Linked DNA regions of Anser cygnoides: region 2 is linked to region 1. A link is a contact called in public Hi-C data. All regions are on one chromosome and are shown on one strand. The core of a region is the stretch at or near the end of the contact, and the rest is flanking DNA. Distances in the headings are between cores, read along the strand shown. Region 1 holds the start of DMXL1 (Dmx like 1). Region 2 holds the start of HSD17B4 (hydroxysteroid 17-beta dehydrogenase 4).

Region 1 (3,680 bases), core at 612-3,111:
CAGCTGTACAGTACAGAATCCTGACATATCAACTCCTGTGTTTCCAGTGTCTCTGACCAAAAACTGACAGATGTTTGATGAAGTGTTTATATTATTATTTAGTACTGATATATCATTCATTAGTTTTTATACTTGTTAATGCTTACATCTTGATTTCAGATGCAGGAAAAGAACTGTCCATTTTCCTATTAGATTTTCTAAAGGTTCAGTCCACCATTTCCAGAAAAAGGAATTAGTTTTAGAACCTTTCACTTGTTACTGTTTCTAAGCATTCTAGTGAATTTAACATGGCGTTATAAAATGAGTAACAACGGGGAAAAAAAACAAACAAGAACATGAAGCCAAGGATATTTCTGTTGACAGTCTTAAATCTGAGGAAAAGGAATCCACTAATAACCTTCTGAGCAAAAGGACAAAAACCAAGTAGAATGTGTCTATAGGAAACACTGTTACTATATTTATGTCAAAACAGATCTTGGGAACAACACAGCAATAAAAACAAGGAAAGCTGCACTCTCCAATGGTTCCCTTCTCCCCAGTTCTCACTCCATTTATCCATTAGGAAATTCTGACTCTTCCTGGAAGTTAGGCTGTAGTAGCAGAGAGTTCTTCAGTGACACTGATAACTTGACCTCCTTCTCCCCAAAAAGGAACGTTCTCCTGAGCTTCCCATTTGGGCACCATATTTTGAAACCTTAGCAGCACTTCACTGTACAGTAAACTTTGCTGCCTCTCACCACGTTATTTCCCACCACCTCTGGGTCTCGAACACCTCTGGATACATGAAATCAGAAAATCCAGCACAGCGGGAATGGGAAGTCACAACTGCTTTAGTTGCAGAAGCCTCCCGACATGAACATACTTACAGCTGGGGGATTTTGGGAAGCAAGCACACCACTGACAAGGCCGGACTGACTCCTCAAAGCCAACCCAAAGCGAGCAGCATGAGGATGCGTGGCCCAGGGCTCATGAGGGTGCCCCGGCCTCCCTCCCCATGGTGGCACAGCACCGTGACAGCCGTGCAAGCTGTAAGCACCCAGCCGGGCTGAGGCCAGGCAGGAAAGGCACGCTCAGGTCTTGCACCTCCGTTTACCGTTGCCCTACGGGGCTCCACAAGACACTGCTTCGCAGCAATCAGGGGCGACCAGAGGAAAATAAGGTTAAAAATAGTGACGCGCGGCGAGAAGCCGAGTTTTGTCTCATTTCGTTCCTCGCCTGCCCGAAGAGAAGAGCAGACGGGATATTTTGGAGGGGGGGGTGGGCGGGGCGGGACGAACCCCCCCCCCCCCGAGGCAGAAAACCCAAAACAAGAGCGAAAAGGGGGGGGCGGCGAACGCTGACACGCGGCCCCAGCTCCCCCGGGGCAATGCGGGCCCCCCCGCGGCCGGCTGCAAGGCGCCCCCACCGCGAAGGTCGCGCCTGCGGGGCGCCGTTTATGTAACAGCCAGGCGGCCACCGCCACCACAGCCACCACCACGGTGGCCACCATCTTCCCGGTCACGGCACGTGCGGTGCCCCGGCACGGCTCGGTGATGGCGGCCGCCCCCAGCCCCGATGCCCCGCAGGTGCGCCGCTGCCGTCAGCGGGGAAGGTGCACCCGTCCTCCTCGGACTCACCGTGAAGGGCTGTCCGTGCAGGCTTCCCACCGAGAAGCAGTTGTTCCCCGGGTTCACGGCCCCCGTCAGCACCTGGTGCAGGTTCATGGCGACACGCAGGCGCCCGGCGCTGCCGGGACGCCGCCGCTCTGCCCTCCCTCCTCCCGTAGGCGGCGGCGGCGCAGGAGGACGAGGAGGCGGTGGCACAGAGCGCGGGGCGGAGCCTCCCCGGCGGGGCGGTGACGGAGGCGCAGCGCCCCCTACCACCCGCCTCGCCCCCCGCCCGCTGCCTACTGCCGCCGCCGCCCGCCCGCCGCCGCAGAGCGCTTGGCTCTCGCGAGAGGCGGGCGGGATCTCGCGAGATCCCTCCCGCCGCCTGCCCGACACCGGGCGGCCATCAGCCGCTGCACATGCGCGCTGCGAGGGCTGTGATGATGACGGGGTCTGTCAGCGCGGCGCTGGGGGTGCTTCACGCCTTGCTGCTTCCGTCCCCTGCCCCCGTCAGTGGTTTGGAGCCGCCCGTCTCTGTGTCCCAGAGCAACACCAGCGCTGTTTGTGCTGGTCCTCTCCGCCGTGAATTGCAGCGCCCGCAGTGACTTGCATTCTCGCGCTATCGAGAATCGTTAGAGCCTCTTGTTCCGGGAAATAGTGCAAAATCAAAACCACCTGGTAACGTGCAGACAAAGCGTGGTGTATCGTCCCTTGACCTCTGCAAGGCGATACCACGCATCTGTAACAGTGATTTTGCTTCTTGGGTTACTTTCCTGGTACTTTTGTAAGCAAGGTCAACCTTGGGGCACAGGTCTCACACATTTAAATAAATGCAGGCCTTGCATCCTTCAAAAATCATATTGAGAAGCACCTCACTATAACGTATTAAAAATTATAAAGTATTTCATGCAAATAAAGGAAAGATTTCTCCTATTTAGTCTTCTGACATGAAGAAAATTCCCATTTTTCACTGTATGTACATAGACATTCCGTCAAAGGTCCATGTTTCTTATGCTAGCGATAAACTGTCACCCTAATCACTTTTTTGTTTTGGAAGGGATCAAAAAGCATATCAAATTACCAGTGAGTCCAACCAAATTGATCTTATCCTTGCCAGGAGTGATGATCACAGACAGATGATCTTATCCTTCTTTCAACTGCAGAATCTAATAGAGCAACCCTAATGGATTTTTAAGGTACCAAAATTCTCACTGGTCCTGAGCAAGGAAGTGAATTGTGGCTGAGCCCTGTCAGGGGCCTTTTTTTGTGTTTTTCAGCGCAGCCATCCCCTTCTGGGCCCAGTCTGTGAACCAGTCCAGCCTTGGTTGCAGCCAGCCAATACTCCTTCCCCAGAGAATGGTTCCAGAATATGCCGGAGAGAAAAGGTCAGAAATCCTGCAGAACTACATAATTACTCCTCAGGAGTAAAATGCATATGATCTGCAGCATGGTGAGGTACCAGGGTGACAGGAGAAAGCAATCCCAGACCTCAGTCTGATGAAGAATCAGGAAGAAGGGGAAATTCAGAACACTAATTAAAAAAAAAAAAAAAGTGAAAGCAAAAGTTTTACTGGTAAGTGCTGTTTAACCTACATCTAATTACAACATAGTATGATATGTTTACAGCTGACATACCGTAACATGCTGATATGGCAAGAAAATAAGGAACTTCTCATTTCCTTTCTATTTAGATTTGGTCTTTGTGACTGTCCAGATTAGTTTGTTTGCTTTATTGCGTAACAGAATGGATGTTGCCTTTTTGTTCTCTTCTGTGACAGAGTGAGAGCCTATACAATGGCCTGCCAGGCACATACATCCATATTCTGGCTCCAGCCCCACCACCTTTCCCTTCCCACCCTTTGCTGTCAGCAGTCAGCTCTTGCACAGGAGCTGTCACTCCACGTTGCCAATCCGTGAAGCTGCTGCTGTGCATTTTCCACTTCTCAGCCTGGGGAACAGCAAGGGCAGCCAACAGAAGCAGGGTTTGTGCACATGTTCTTCCATGCGGTGCCCCTTGTCACTTTTCCTGCAACATCTGTGAATTCAGCTACAGACAGAATATGAACGGTATGTTTTATTATATCAAAGTGAATG
Region 2 (3,680 bases), core at 866-3,365, 170 kb before region 1:
AGTCCTCCAAGTATTTCGGTACAAAGGAATCACGTAATGCCACAGCTATCCAAACGCACACATAGTTTACCTACTGTAACAGCAGAATGTAATTTTTGCCTCACATACAAAAGCAAGACTATTGCACCTTTACTCTGATTTGAATTCTAAGTGTGTTAAACATTAGTTACTTGTAGTAACAAATCATTTACTCACAGGGATATTATCCACTGTATCAGTCAAAAATCATTATTGAAATCCACGATGAAGATTTCAAACTAAGACTTGAATGATCAAACACAAAATCAGAAAAAGGTTTCTCATGTATTTCTCAACAGTAGCTATGTGTCCCTCCCCAACACATTCAAAGCTGTTTCTCAAAGGAAAAAAAAAAGTCAGAACTGTTTAGAAACACACTAATCCCACAACACCAATACTGAATTTTCCTTAAGGCTCCTATGAGACTCTGCAAGGCAACATAACTCTTGAGGTGCATATATATCTACTGCCTGATATAAACAACACCTCAAAATATATTTTTTTTTGAAAAGCCGAATGACTGAGAAGTGTACAAAATCCAGATAATGTAGTATGTGCCGGTGCTATCAACTGGCAAAGCTCATCTCAAAATAAAATATATATAAATAAATATGTAGTTTGAATTGCAGAAACAATGACACTGCTGCATTACAAGCAAGAAAAATGTATTCTTCGTAGGCAATTTGCCCAAAGTGAAAGCTATTGTATTTTTAGATGCCCGTGTATGTGAAAACAGGTCCCACTTTGAAACAAACAGATCAGCAATACAAATAAATTCCCAGTTCTCATCTGTTCACTGACATTCAAAACAAAAAAAGTCAACAAGCAATGCAATTAGCAGTATATACTAACTACAACATTGTAGACTAGATGGAAGCAAACTAAGAACTAAACTGAAGTTAACAGGGCTTCCTTTTATCTTGGCTTACATTTAATCATCTATTCATCAAAAAATTGCTGTGAAATAAGACATCCAAGGGCAGTTTTCTCTGTTAACAAACTGTTTTCAAGCAGCCTAAAACTAGAAACACAAGGATATAAGGGTCACTATGGCCATGCTTATGACAAGCGATTTTTGCTCCACATGCTACTTTCTGGAAGTTTTGTTACTGACAAAGGGTTTTGTTTATTTGTTTTGCTAATACCTAAGAAATTAACCTCTACTTCAGTAACATCTGCTGTCTACCAAGAAGTACATCGGCATAGGTCTGGTAAAAGCAGAAAAGCATCACACAAAAACCTGGCCTCAATTTCTCTTGAGGAGAAAGTGACAAGAATCGACTGAGTGACATCCAAGTGACATGAATCGACCACTCAATGCTTTCCACAAAATTTCTTATTCCTAGTCCTTATCCACAAGACATGTGGTGCTTAGGGACATGGTTTAGTGGATGATACTGGTGGTAGGGGGCGGCTAGACCAGATGATCTTGGAGGTCTTTTCCAACCTTAATGGTTCTACATCACAGTTTGGGCCCCAGAAACAAGCTCTTGGTATGTGTGTGCAGCTCCACAAAGGAATAAAGAAGGGAGAGGGAGAGTTCACTGTGGAAAAACAGAATGTCCTCAGAGGATTATGTAAAAAAGAAAAAAAAAAAAAAAAAACAACTCCTTTAGCAGCTGAGAACCACCCCAAACTTTGAACTCACAGCTGGCCTTCTCTGGAAGCCCCACGAAGCTGCCAGGGTCGAGGCGCGGCTCTGAGGGCAGCTGCACGCCCCCGAGCCCCTCCCGGCCCGGCAGCGCCCCCCGGCCACCAACATCGCGGGACAGGAGGGGACGGGACGGGCCCGCAGCCCCCCCCGGGCAGCCCCGGCACCTGCCCGCCGCCCCGCTCCCTCCTCGCCTCGGTTCAACGTGCTGGTAACGCCCGGAGCCGCTCGCGCACACCCGCGGCCGGGCCCTCGGCAGGGCCCCGGGAGCCCCCCGCCGCCGCCGCCGCTCACCTCCTCCGGCGCCGGTGACCAGCACCACCCGGCCGTCAAACCGCAGCCCCGCCGCCATGGCGCTTCGCTCACCCGCCGCCGCGACGGCCCCAGCGGGCAGGGCTCGGGGCAGTGTCGAAAGGGGCGGTGGAACAGGGCCTCCGCCGCCTTCTGGGAAATGTAGGCAACGGCGGCGGGGTGGGGAGACCAATGGCACGGGGCGATCCTGATCGGGACCCCGCCCCCGACACGGTTGGTGTCTGCACCAGTGCATTGCATGCTTCCCTGGCTGCAGGAGTTCTTCAGATAAAAAATAAAATGAAATATACTACGTTTTTGTTCTCCCACATTTAGTCTGTCTATCTGTCTGTGTGTGTGTGTGTGTGTGTGCACCTCTTGTTCTGGCACTGGGCAGCACTGGAAAGAGCCTGGCTCGGTCCTCTTTGCACTCTCCCTTCAGGTATTTATGGACATTGGTAAGATCTCCCTTGGCCTTCTCTTCTCCAAGCTGAGCAGTCCTCCCTCTCCCAATCTTCCCTCACAGGTGATGCACTCCAGTCCCTCCATCATCTTTATAGCCCTTCATTGGACTCTCTCCCATATGTCCACGTTTCTTATACTAAGGTGCCCAGAACTGGACCCATCACTCCAGTGGTGGCCACACCAGTGCTGCATAGAGGGGAAGGATCACCTCCTTCCACCTGGTGGTAATGCTTAGCCTAATGAAGCCCAGGATACCATTAGCTTTGTTAGTGCCAAGGGCACACACTGCTTGCTCATGATTAACGTCCACCAGGACCCCTAGAGCCTGTTCTGTCAAGCTGCTTTCCAGCAGGGTGGCCCCAAACATAGGATTATAAAGGTTGGAAAAGACCTCCAAGATCAGTTGGTCCAACCATCACCCTGCTACCAATGTCACCCACTAAACCATGTCCCTAAGCACCACATCCAACCTTTCCTTAAACGCGCCCAGTGACGGTGACTCCACCACCTCCCCGGGCAACCCGTTCCAATGCCTGACTGCTCTTTCTGAGAAGAAATGTCTCCTCATTTCCAACCTGAACCTCCCCTGGTGCGACTTGAGGCCATTCCCTCTAGTCCTATCACTAGTTAGCTGTACTGGGGCCTGGGGTTAACATCAGCCCAGTGCATGGGCCTCTCTGGGAAAGTGTATTTCAGAATGCGTAAAAACACTGTGTAACTGCTGCAGGAGAGATGAGAGAAAAACATGCAACAGAAACCACAGTCAGTGAAGAAGGAGGTGGCGCTACACAGCAGTCCCCGCAACCTTTGGAGACGAACACGATGATGCAGGTTGTCCTCCTACAGGCTGTGGAGGACCCCATTGGAGCAGATAACCACACTGCAGCCTGTGGATGTGGCATGAAGGAAGCTGCAGTCCTTGGAGAGAAGCCCACACAGGAGCAGGAACTGTGGGCCACGAGGGACTCACGCTGGAGTGGTCTATTCCTGATGGACTGTATCACATGGGAGGGACCTCATGCTGGAGCAGGGACAAAGTGTGAGAAGAAAGGAGCAGCACAGAGGAACTGCTATGTACTGACTGAACTCCCTGTTCCCCAACTCCTGCTCCAGCACAGGGGTAGAGGTAGAAGAGTCAGGAGTGAAAGAGAGAGGTTGAATCTCAGAAGAAAGAGGGTGAATTTTGCCAATGACTGTAACTGGTAAGTGATCTCCCTGTTTCTATGTCAACACACAAGCTTTTTGGTCTTACTTT

What was found. A called contact is a pair of places that touch in the nucleus more often than the background predicts.
Region 2: a Hi-C map of liver shows a contact between it and region 1, with 1.9 times the contacts expected there. The contact joins the promoter of HSD17B4 here to the promoter of DMXL1 in region 1. A contact is called at or near these places in 3 of 7 Hi-C or Micro-C datasets (granulosa cells and liver).

What each region holds. Positions count from the first base shown.
Region 1 is chrZ:19,557,696-19,561,375 of Taihu_goose_T2T_genome, reverse strand. It overlaps DMXL1 (Dmx like 1), which reads right to left and starts at 1,861. Exons shown (of 46, transcript XM_048055072.2): 1 at 1,617-1,861. The coding sequence starts at 1,703. LOC106048361 (a long non-coding RNA gene) reads left to right here and starts at 1,900. Exons shown (of 3, transcript XR_001214141.3): 1 at 1,900-2,782; 2 at 2,864-3,653.
Region 2 is chrZ:19,731,118-19,734,797 of Taihu_goose_T2T_genome, reverse strand. HSD17B4 (hydroxysteroid 17-beta dehydrogenase 4) reads right to left here and starts at 2,115. Exons shown (of 24, transcript XM_048055076.2): 1 at 1,964-2,115. The coding sequence starts at 2,021.